3 separate regions of the Mus musculus genome follow, and regions 2 and 3 are each linked to region 1. Evidence: chromatin contacts called from public Hi-C and HiChIP or PLAC-seq data. All regions are on one chromosome and are shown on one strand. The core of a region is the stretch at or near the end of the contact, and the rest is flanking DNA. Distances in the headings are between cores, read along the strand shown. Region 1 holds the start of Arhgap8 (Rho GTPase activating protein 8). Region 2 overlaps Arhgap8 (Rho GTPase activating protein 8). Region 3 holds the start of Prr5 (proline rich 5 (renal)).

The links. A called contact is a pair of places that touch in the nucleus more often than the background predicts. HiChIP or PLAC-seq counts read pairs in DNA pulled down with a chosen protein or histone mark.
Region 2: a contact with region 1 is called in an HNF4G HiChIP or PLAC-seq map of pancreatic cancer cells. The contact joins the enhancer-like site here to the promoter of Arhgap8 in region 1. A contact is called at or near these places in 1 of 39 promoter capture datasets (embryonic stem cells), 1 of 15 datasets of contacts at CTCF or cohesin (embryonic stem cells), 4 of 115 datasets of contacts at active chromatin or transcription factors (embryonic stem cells, extraembryonic endoderm stem cells and pancreatic cancer cells) and 3 of 9 other capture datasets (adipose tissue, liver and pancreatic islet).
Region 3: a contact with region 1 is called in a Hi-C map of pancreatic cancer cells, with 3 times the contacts expected there. The contact joins the promoter of Prr5 here to the promoter of Arhgap8 in region 1. A contact is called at or near these places in 4 of 39 promoter capture datasets (embryonic stem cells, liver, macrophages and 1 more), 6 of 15 datasets of contacts at CTCF or cohesin (CD8 T cells, the NIH/3T3 cell line, embryonic stem cells and 2 more), 91 of 484 Hi-C or Micro-C datasets (3T3-L1-derived adipocytes, the 63-12 cell line, the AML12 cell line and 53 more), 17 of 115 datasets of contacts at active chromatin or transcription factors (the 230-238 cell line, CD8 T cells, the HPC-7 cell line and 12 more) and 3 of 9 other capture datasets (adipose tissue, liver and pancreatic islet).

What each region holds. Positions count from the first base shown.
Region 1 is chr15:84,718,602-84,721,606 of GRCm38.p6, forward strand. Arhgap8 (Rho GTPase activating protein 8) reads left to right here and starts at 1,451. Exons shown (of 12, transcript NM_001164628.1): 1 at 1,451-1,506. It overlaps Gm20556 (predicted gene, 20556), which reads right to left and starts at 1,665. Exons shown (of 3, transcript NR_040347.1): 1 at 1,390-1,665; 2 at 96-545.
Region 2 is chr15:84,768,222-84,771,226 of GRCm38.p6, forward strand. It overlaps Arhgap8 (Rho GTPase activating protein 8), which reads left to right. Exons shown (of 12, transcript NM_001164628.1): 11 at 1,776-1,879. Among named protein-coding and RNA genes, the nearest start is that of Gm52202, 21 kb to the right of the region's middle. Within about 2 kb of position 1,625, at least 25 of the 459 cell types and tissues checked have an H3K27ac peak or open chromatin away from gene starts, as enhancers often do. A contact at or near this core is called in pancreatic cancer cells and pancreatic islet, where this site is marked.
Region 3 is chr15:84,679,505-84,682,509 of GRCm38.p6, forward strand. Prr5 (proline rich 5 (renal)) reads left to right here and starts at 1,494. Exons shown (of 8, transcript NM_146061.4): 1 at 1,494-1,815. The coding sequence starts at 1,679.

The sequences.
Region 1 (3,005 bases), core at 201-2,700:
ATATGCACATACATGCAGACAAAACACCCATAACCATGAAATAAAAATAAATAGAAAAACATTAAACTCTTACAGGAAGAAATCACGCATGCTACCTGCTTGTTAAGCTGTCTTCTGTCACAGGGCTTCAGCTGTGTGTTCAGCAAAGGTCAGTGGGCATGGTTTCGACTTTCACTAAGCATCCACAGTGAGCCAAGCTTCCCCCACGAGGGTAGAGATGGTAGATGCAGCAAGCCATGTTTTCTCTTTCTCCCCATCCAGTAAGGTCCATCAGATCCACTGGAGGAGCCTGCCCTCCGTGGGGCCTGTGCTGGTTGGCTGAGACCCAGTTATTTCCAGAAACTGGAGATGGTGGTTTCTGTTGATTGTCCCCTGAAGTCACAACACCCTCTAGAGGTGAGTGATGTCTCAGCTGCTCTCTTAGCTGCTCCACAAATGTTCCCTAGGGCCATGATCCCTTCAGCTGGCTTGTGGAGCTGCCTCATCTACTGGGAACACTTCGAGTGGAGTTCTGTGTGAGAATCTTCAGAAAGGGGCCTCTGAGCCTGTGTGGAGACAGATGGACCAGTGAGGAAGAGGCTAGGAGATCACCAACTTCACCCACCCCCTACCTTGTCCCTGCTTTCTGTGCCCCTGCCTTCCTTCCAACCTGGGTTCAGTCCCCTTTGGTCCCCTGGGGTCAGCATGTGGTACAGTGACATACTTTGTAGGTGCTCTTGGGGCTTGAGAGTGGACCACACATAGAATATGAGGAGGACTCGAGTTTGGACCGCACCATTGGAAGAATGAGATGAGGAGGAGTTGGGAGGCCGTAGTATGTCCCTGCATAGGCTGGGTATCCAACACAGCTAGGAGCCTGAGCTTGGGGTTAGGGTGAGAGCTGAGATCATTCAAGGCCGTTAGGTTGGTGGACAACAGGTAGAGGCAGGAGATGAGGTGTAGCCGGAAAGAGGTGCAGGCTCTGCGTGAAGTCCGGAAGCTTGGAGGCAGAAGTCCACGCTTTGGTAAAACCACCTACGTGCCCCCACCTCTGGTCTGTTCTCCCTAGGTCACCAAGGCCTCTTTGTGCTTAGAGGCAAGTCATAGGGTTGTGGGAGTGGTTTTGAACCATAGCTACGAAGGGCTGGAGACTCAGAAGGGAAGGGACAGCGACACCCCGACACCCCAAGGGCAGAGGCAGCAGACAGAGAGCCCCGTACCCGCACCGAGGTCAGGCCTGGGAGAGCAGGTCGGACGCTTGGAGACGCGGGCTGTGTTTTCCAACTCAGCACAGATCTCCTGTTTCCCCTCTCACCAGGCGCATCTCAAATGCGGGTAAAAGTGAGGGCTAGCAGCTGCTGAGGGCCAGCGTCCCGTAGCTCCCTCCCGCCTAGAGTTAGAACCACCTACCCTGGTCCCGCCCACCCTGGGGACTCCCGGCTGTGCGCTCTGACATTGGGCGGGGCCTGTTGGGGAGGGGCCTGTCCGGGGACGGGCCAGGTGTGTGGCTGGCGTTGCAGAGACCAGGTGAGGTGCTCGGTGGTCCGGTGAGTCCCCCCCTTGGGGACCTGCTCGGGTGGGAAGGCGCGGCTCCTATCCCTGGTCCTGGCCTCTTCCCGTCCCAACTTCTCCTGGGTGTCCCTCTACTCCCCACCTTGTCCCCGCTTTCTGTGCCCCCTGCTTTTCTTCCGACCCAGGTTCGGTCCCCTTTGGGCCCCCGGGGTCAGCACATGGCAGTAGCCCCTCGGCTCCCGCACCAAACCTGAGCGCATCATGGTGGCATCTTTCCCGCCTAACAGGTGGCAACACTGAGGCCAGGGCGGATGCTGAACTCGCACTTGGGGCCCGAGACTGGGGTCTGTCTGGTCACGTTGTCACACTGGGTGCAACTCCCAAGATTTATAGGCCGCGGGCCTGGGAAGTCCCCACTTAGGTAAGGCAGACTGCTGCGGGCTTCTTTCACTTTCCCAAACCTGGCAAAGGCCTCCCGAGAATTCGAGAATTCTTAAGAGGGAGGTGCAGTCAGTGTAGCTAGCTGCCGAGGCCCTGCTAGGGGAACTGCGGAGGCCACTGGGGGGAGGGGTGGCATTCCTTAGTTCTTTTGGCTGGTGTGGGGAAAGGGCCTGGCGGTCCCAGGTTCTGCTCTGGGACTAGATTCTAGTGCGCGCGCTGTCAGCCAGTCAGGGCGAACTTGGTCGAAGTGAGAACTCAGTACGCCTCGGAAAGTAAGCAATCTTCATTGGCCTCTGTTGTTTCAAGATATGTTTATGAGTTCCTTGTAGAATGCCCCGCCAAACCCTTCCCCGAGTCAGAACCGGGATGGAGGAGGGGGCAGGTAACTGGAAGTCTGAGTCCAGCTGTTCCCAGAGGTCAGGTCAGCCTCTTGTCTGTTCTCAGCTCTCGGGAGCCCAGAATAAGCTCTCCGTGGTCGAAGCCAGGGGGTGTGGGGACTTTTGTGGAGGACGCTGCAGTAGAGCTGGAAGATGGGGTGGGAGTTAAGCAGGTGGGTGTGGCCCTAGGTTGCTGGGTGGTCCAGAAGAAGTCTAAATGGGTGAGCCCCGGGTATGTACTTGAATCCGCTAACAGTAAAGTGCAACTTTGGAGAACTGTGTAAGGTTGGGGGTTTCCTGTCAATGAGGGGCATAGAGGTGGCCTCAGTTAAAGAGAACAGCAGGATGTAACTAAATTAGTAGAACCTCTGCCTAGAATACACAAAGCCCTGGGTTTGTTTCCCTGAGACACATAAACCAGGTGTGTGGTGGCCTGAGGCTGTAATCCCAGGACTTTTATCAGATTGAGGACAAAAAGCCATCTATGGCCACATAGTTGTTTGAAGCCAGCCTCAGTGTGTGAGACCTTGTCTCTAATAATAAACCAAAATATATAATAGGGTAGCCAAGAGCTGTCACCTAGAGGTGCCTGGCCGTAGACTCTCATCACACCAGAAAACCATCCCAATACCTGAGTCCCCATCATCTCACTGAGCTGGTCACATGACACAGATAAAGCTTCAGGGGAATTTTGGG
Region 2 (3,005 bases), core at 375-2,874, 50 kb after region 1:
CCCCATACCCACCCACCCCCAATCCCCTACCCACCCACTCCCCCTTTTTGGCCCTGGCGTTCCCCTGTACTGGGGCATATAAAGTTTGCTTGTCCAATGGGCCTCTCTTTCCAGTGATGGCCGACTAGGCCATCTTTTGATACATATGCAGCTAGAGTCAAGAGCTCCGGGGTACTGGTTAGTTCATAATGTTGTTCCACCTATAGGGTTGCAGATCCCTTTAGCTCCTTGGGTACTTTCTCTAGCTCCTCCATTGGGAGCCCTGTGATCCATCCATTAGCTGACTGTGAGCATCCACTTCTGTGTTTGCTAGGCCCCGGCATAGTCTCACAAGAGACAGCTACATCTGGGTCCTTTCGATAAAATCTTGCTAGTGTATGCAATGGTGTCAGCGTTTGGATGCTGACCTCAAGCTTTTCATAGACGAGGAATCCTGTGTCCTGCCAGCAGCATGCATACAGCCCCAGGGTCTCCTGGTCACTGCACAGGCTTAGTGGGAGGACAGTGATGATGAGTCAGAGGCTGGGGACTGGGGAACAGGATCACATGCATGCTGCACCCACATCTCAGGGAGCTGTGTAAATGCTTGTGTGGGGGTGTTTTTCTTGAATTTTTTTTTGAGACAGGGTTTCTCTGTGTAGCCCTAGCTGTCCTGGAACTCACTCTGTAAACCAGACTGACCTTAAATTTAGTGATCCATCTGCCTTGCTCTGCCTCCCAAGTGCTGGGATTAAAGGCCTGTGTCACCACCTGGCTCTCGGGTGATTTTGAGTGCTTCAGCTGGAACCACTGAGTGACTTGCTCTGTTTCTTTTTAAAAATTGATCTCAGAAATGGTCTCACTAGGTAGTCCAGGCTGAGCTTGAACTCCTAATCCTTCTGCCTCAGCCTCCAAGTGCTGAGATTGCAGGCTTCTGCAGCCGCACTTGGTTTTAGTTTAGTCTTTCCTCCGAGGCTGTAGCTCAAATGGAGGATCTGAGGATGTAGACAAGCTGGTAGGGTGTTTGCCATGCCCAGCACTGCATAAACCCAGCACAGAGGCATCCAACTGAATCCCATCACTTGGGAAGTGGAGGCAGGAGGCTTAGGAGTTCAAGGGTATCCTCAGCTACATAGTAAGTCTGGGGCCAGTCTGGGTCACATGAGAACCTGTCTCAAAGCTCAAATGGAGGGCAACCAAAGGGACTGAGGGTCTATGCATGAAACAGTTACATCCCACGCCCACACCGAAAGTGAGATTTTTTCCAGGAACCACACAGTGGTCTATGTACATGGAGAATCACAGGTAGGTGCATTTGTCTCCAAGGAGGCCAGAGGGTAAATGCTGAGCCTTCCCCAACCACAAAGTCTCCATATCAGCTGCTGCTCCATCCTTGTAACCCACAAGCAGCCCTAGGCAATGTGTCAACACAACATGGTTGTGTTCAAGTAAAATATTACTGACTGAGAGCTGGCATGGTGGTGCACCCTTCTAAAACCAGCACTTGGGGGGTGGTGGTGGGTGGAGAGAAAAGAGCAAACAAGACCGTTATTAAGAGAGAAACTTGCCGGGCCAGATGTGGACAGCTGTCTGTGTGTAGATTACTGGCCCTGGACTAGCCGTTTGCTGTTTGCTGAGTGACTCACTGCCCTGCTTCCCAGCAGGCTGCAGTTTCTGTAGCCATCATGCAGAGGAGGAAGGAGCCTGGCAGAAGTAATAAGGTGCTGAGCAGAGCCACATGGCCAGGCTGTCCTGGGGACTGTGCTTCCCTGGCCAGCAGTGTCATGCCATTGCAGGTGTGGAGAGCAGCCTTCGAGTGACCCACTGCCGCCTGATCCTGCGGAGCCTCCCAGAACACAACTATGCCGTACTCCGCTACCTCATGGGCTTCCTGCATGAAGTAAGTGTGACTAGCTGTCTCCCAGGAGAAGGAAGACCAGCCCTAAGACTGGATCTGGGGGGGCTCTTGACAGCAGTCCCTGCACAGACGGGTCCTGCTTGCCTCAGGTCCAAAGTTATAGCCAAGTCTACTCTCTTTAACCTCCAAAGGACTTCCCCTCAAGGGCCAGCCTGGCGCCTCTGAGAAGCCTGGCAGTCTGATGCGATGCCCAGGGATGGGAAAGAGGAAGGCCAGAGGAGACAGTCTGTCGTATGATGTCACATTCTTGGCTTTCTATGTGTGGTGTGTATGAGTATATATGTTCATGCGTGTGTGCGTGGATGAACGTGTGTGATTGTCCCTGTGGGGGTCAAAGGTCAATGTCAGAGTCATCCTCACTCCCTCTTGGTTTTTAGTGACAAAGACTCTTAAAGACCCAGAGCTCATTTATTCAGTCAGCCATTATCAGCTGGCCAGTGAGCAGTGAGCTCCTGGGATCTGCCTGTCTTTATGCTCCCGTACCCCAGTGCTCCAATTATAGGCATGTACCACCACACTCATTTTTTTTGTGGGGGCCGGGAATTGAACTCAGGTTCTGTGACACGTGCTTTAGCTCCTGAGCCACCTCCCCCACTGCCCTCTACTGTACCCCCACATTCATAAGCAGTTCTGTCTCTCACTGTTAGTTTTCACGCAAGCAAGGATGTGCTCGGGCTGGCTTACTGGAGAAGCGGTTCTTAAGCTCCTCCTCAGACGCTGCTGTGAGCTGGGCTTGCCCTATACAAGGACTCAGCAGCAGGTCTTCTTTAACCTCAGGGCCCAGTTTCCTTATCTAGAAAGTGGGGAGTACTGAATCCTACTTATGCAGGTGGCTGTGATGGCCCGGAGGATGGAAGCCCCCAGCACAGAAGGCACTTTTCTCGCACTACTGGACCCGGGAGCCTGAGCTCACTTCCCCAGCCATATCACAGAAGCCAGAGGGTGTCTGGTTTAGATCTTCAGTGCTGGGTCCCCCACCTCAACCCAGTCTGCCAAAGTGGAAGAGATGCTGATGGGGTACCCAGGATATCCTAGATGGTGGAATCAGAGGGTCCCCACAGTATCAAGGCCAGAACCTTTTACAGATGGGAAAACTGAGAAGCCGAGA
Region 3 (3,005 bases), core at 244-2,743, 39 kb before region 1:
ATAGAGAGAGACCATGGATGTGTGGCCTTCACTTTCCAAAACACAGGAAACTGAAGCCTTTGAGAAGTGACTCACCCAAAGCTTACAGCTGCTCCAGGGATGGAGAGCACCCACCCGGGACATAGGACTAGCCACAAGGCTAGTGCTATGGAGCAATGACAGCCCTCCCCTCCCCTCCGCTCCCCTCCCCTCCCCTCCCCCCAGCCATGCTGACCACCACTGTACACCTGAGTGAGCAGTTTCTACACCCCCACCTGAATGCCGCATCCTCCCAGACCTGGGTTCCTTGACTTGGTTCAGAAAGCTGGTGCCTGTTGTTTGGAGACTGGAAAATTCATCTGCTGTTGACCCCCAAGTCAGGTCCTCACTGGGGCCATTGACTGAATGAAGGAGGTAGGAGCAGCCCAGCCCTTCCCTGCCCTGGCTGCCATTTCACAATAGGTTGAGTGGCCTTCGGCTCTGTGAGAGTTCTTGCGAACAAGGAGTTGTCTGTTTGATCCTTGCCTCCTAAGACAGGCATGTGGGGGTGTCCAGTACACAGTGGCTGGTTAGGAAATGCTGATGGTGGGAGTTGAACCATGACTCTACTCTCCTGCAAGTCACCTGGGGCTGTGCTTGGAAGTGGCAGGCAAAACGAGTGGGACTCCCAGATCTTGCTTGAAGGAGGCTGTGTGTCAGGAGCTGGGGTGTCAGGGGCACTGTGTGTTCGTGAGCCTTGGTCCAGCCTGCCATGTTCTGGTGGCAGAACCCGGGAGAGATTATTTTGCCCTGGGTGCCCCCACAACATTCCCAGCAGGTAGAATTCAAATTTGCCTCAATGCCCCAGGGCTGTCCTGTCCTAGGATCATTTTGCCTTGTGCCTAAGTCACCAGGATTGAGGAGACACTCTGACTTCTACCATACAAGGGGATCTGGGATTCAGGGGGTGCCACTGTCCTCCATTCCTTCAACTCTCGGTGCAACAACCCCTCTGGCCAGTCAATCATCCAAGGTACCGGCCTGAGAGGACCCTAGTCCCTGGCCCCTCCCCCGAGAAAAGGCTCTAGGACAGCCTGGTCATGCTAAACTCAGGTGGGGTGGGGCTGATGGCTGAGGCACCCGGCAGAAAGCTTTGATCCGCAGTGGGCGGAGCCTGTGTCCACGTGAAGGGGTCTGGATAGATCTCTGTGGGCACAGCCTTTCCTCCTGGGATGGGTGTCTGGAGAGGGAGTGAGTTCAAGAGACGTTAATGGGAGCCTATGAGTCCCTGTGCATGGTGTGTGTGTGACCACAGGGTTGGTTGGGTGCCGGGTGGACAGTTGGGATTGAACTGCTCTGTGGCTCCTGTGTGGTGGCTTCCGAAGGGAAGAAGGGAGGTGGCTGAGAGCAAAGGAGCCAGCCCCTTGAGCTGGCCCTTTGGCCGCAGAGGGCTCCAAGACGCCGGCCCCGCCCTCCCAACAGGAGACCACGCCCACTATGGCCCCGCCCAGGCTGGAGGCCCCGCCCCCGGCCTGCTTTTGCGCTCCGAGCGCTCCACGCTGAGCCGCCGCGAGCCATGGTTCACAGGGCCCCGCGCTGGGAGTGCTGCCCCGGGCGGGGGCGCAGGACCCGGGCGGGACCCCACGGGGTCGCCGGGCTTGCTGCTAGCCGCCGACTATCGTCGTAGGGGACGCGGGGGCGCGTGTGGGCCGGGGTGAGCATGAGGACTCTCCGCAGGTTGAAGTTCATGAGTTCGCCCAGCCTCAGTGACCTGGGCAAGAGGGAGCCGGGCGCGGCGGGTACGGACGAGCGGGGCACGCAGCAGCGCCGGGCCTGCGCCAACGCCACCTGGAACAGGTAAGGCGCGCAGCCCGGAGCGGCGTGGCCGGAGACCGCACCGCGCCACTTTGCGCGCAGCTCGCCCCGCCGCCGGGCCGTGCGCGGGGAGGGAAGTGAGTGCAACGTGTCAGCGGCTAGAGCCCACGATCGCTCCCCGGGGGTGGGTGGGTGGGTGGGCGGCCGGGGAGCAGGAGGCCTCTGAGCCCCCACTTCGCAGGGGCGCACTTGAACCTCGCGGGCCCCCGGCGGGGCGCCGCTGCACTTCCTGTATGCGTGTCGGGCCCTCGGCGCGGGGTGGGCGGTGGCTTTCCCTGAGTTGGACCCCGGGCCTCCCAGCTGTCCGCGGGGGTGCGCCAGCTGCCAGACATTCCTTACCGGACCCTTCCGGAGGCCCATCCAGGACCAGCCGGGCGTGGGAAGCCCCTCCCCCAGCTGTGTTCTCAACCAGTCACAGATAGTTCTTTTAGCCATAGTTCCCCGGTGGGTCTCCTCTTGGCCCTTAAGGAAAAATTAAAAAAAAAAAAAAGTATTTCCATCCAAAGTAAAACACGGATTGAGGGAGGTTTGTGGATGCTGGCTCTCCACTCCACCCCTCCACCTGGCAGAGAAATCCTGCCAGGTTCTTCACCCTCTGTGGTCTGCCACTAGGGACACGGCTGTCACTTGGACACATGTCTTCTGTTCATCTAGTCTGAGAGCAATCGGGGGGGGGGGGCACCCGGCTGCCAGCAGGGACCCTAAGTTCCTCCACTAAGCTGCAGCCTGCCTGAGAGCTGAGACTACCTACCTTAGTTTCCCTCTCTGCTGGGCCTACACCGGTCTCCTCATTGGGCTGGGAGCAGAACTGTGAGAGAAGGAAGACTCCTTTTCCCCAGAACTGCTCAACCACTCTCTTCGTCCCCTTCCTTGTCTCTGGCCAGGGTTTAGTGGAGCCATGCTGACTTTTGGCTCAGATTTCAACTCCACTCCTCTGTTGTGTGGCCCTAGGCAGTTGGTTTTCCACTTCTGGTCCTCAGTTTCTTTATTAATAATATGGGTGAGTGACTGTTGTTGGAGTAAATGTGAAGATGTGTAATCAGGCTGTGAGCATGAGTTCTGGCACACAGTAGGTCTACCCTGTAACTCAGAACTCAAGTCTAGGAACATTCAGAGAGTAGTGTCTCGGAAGTTACTAGAAGCAATTTTGTGGGGACCCTTTCACCCCATCT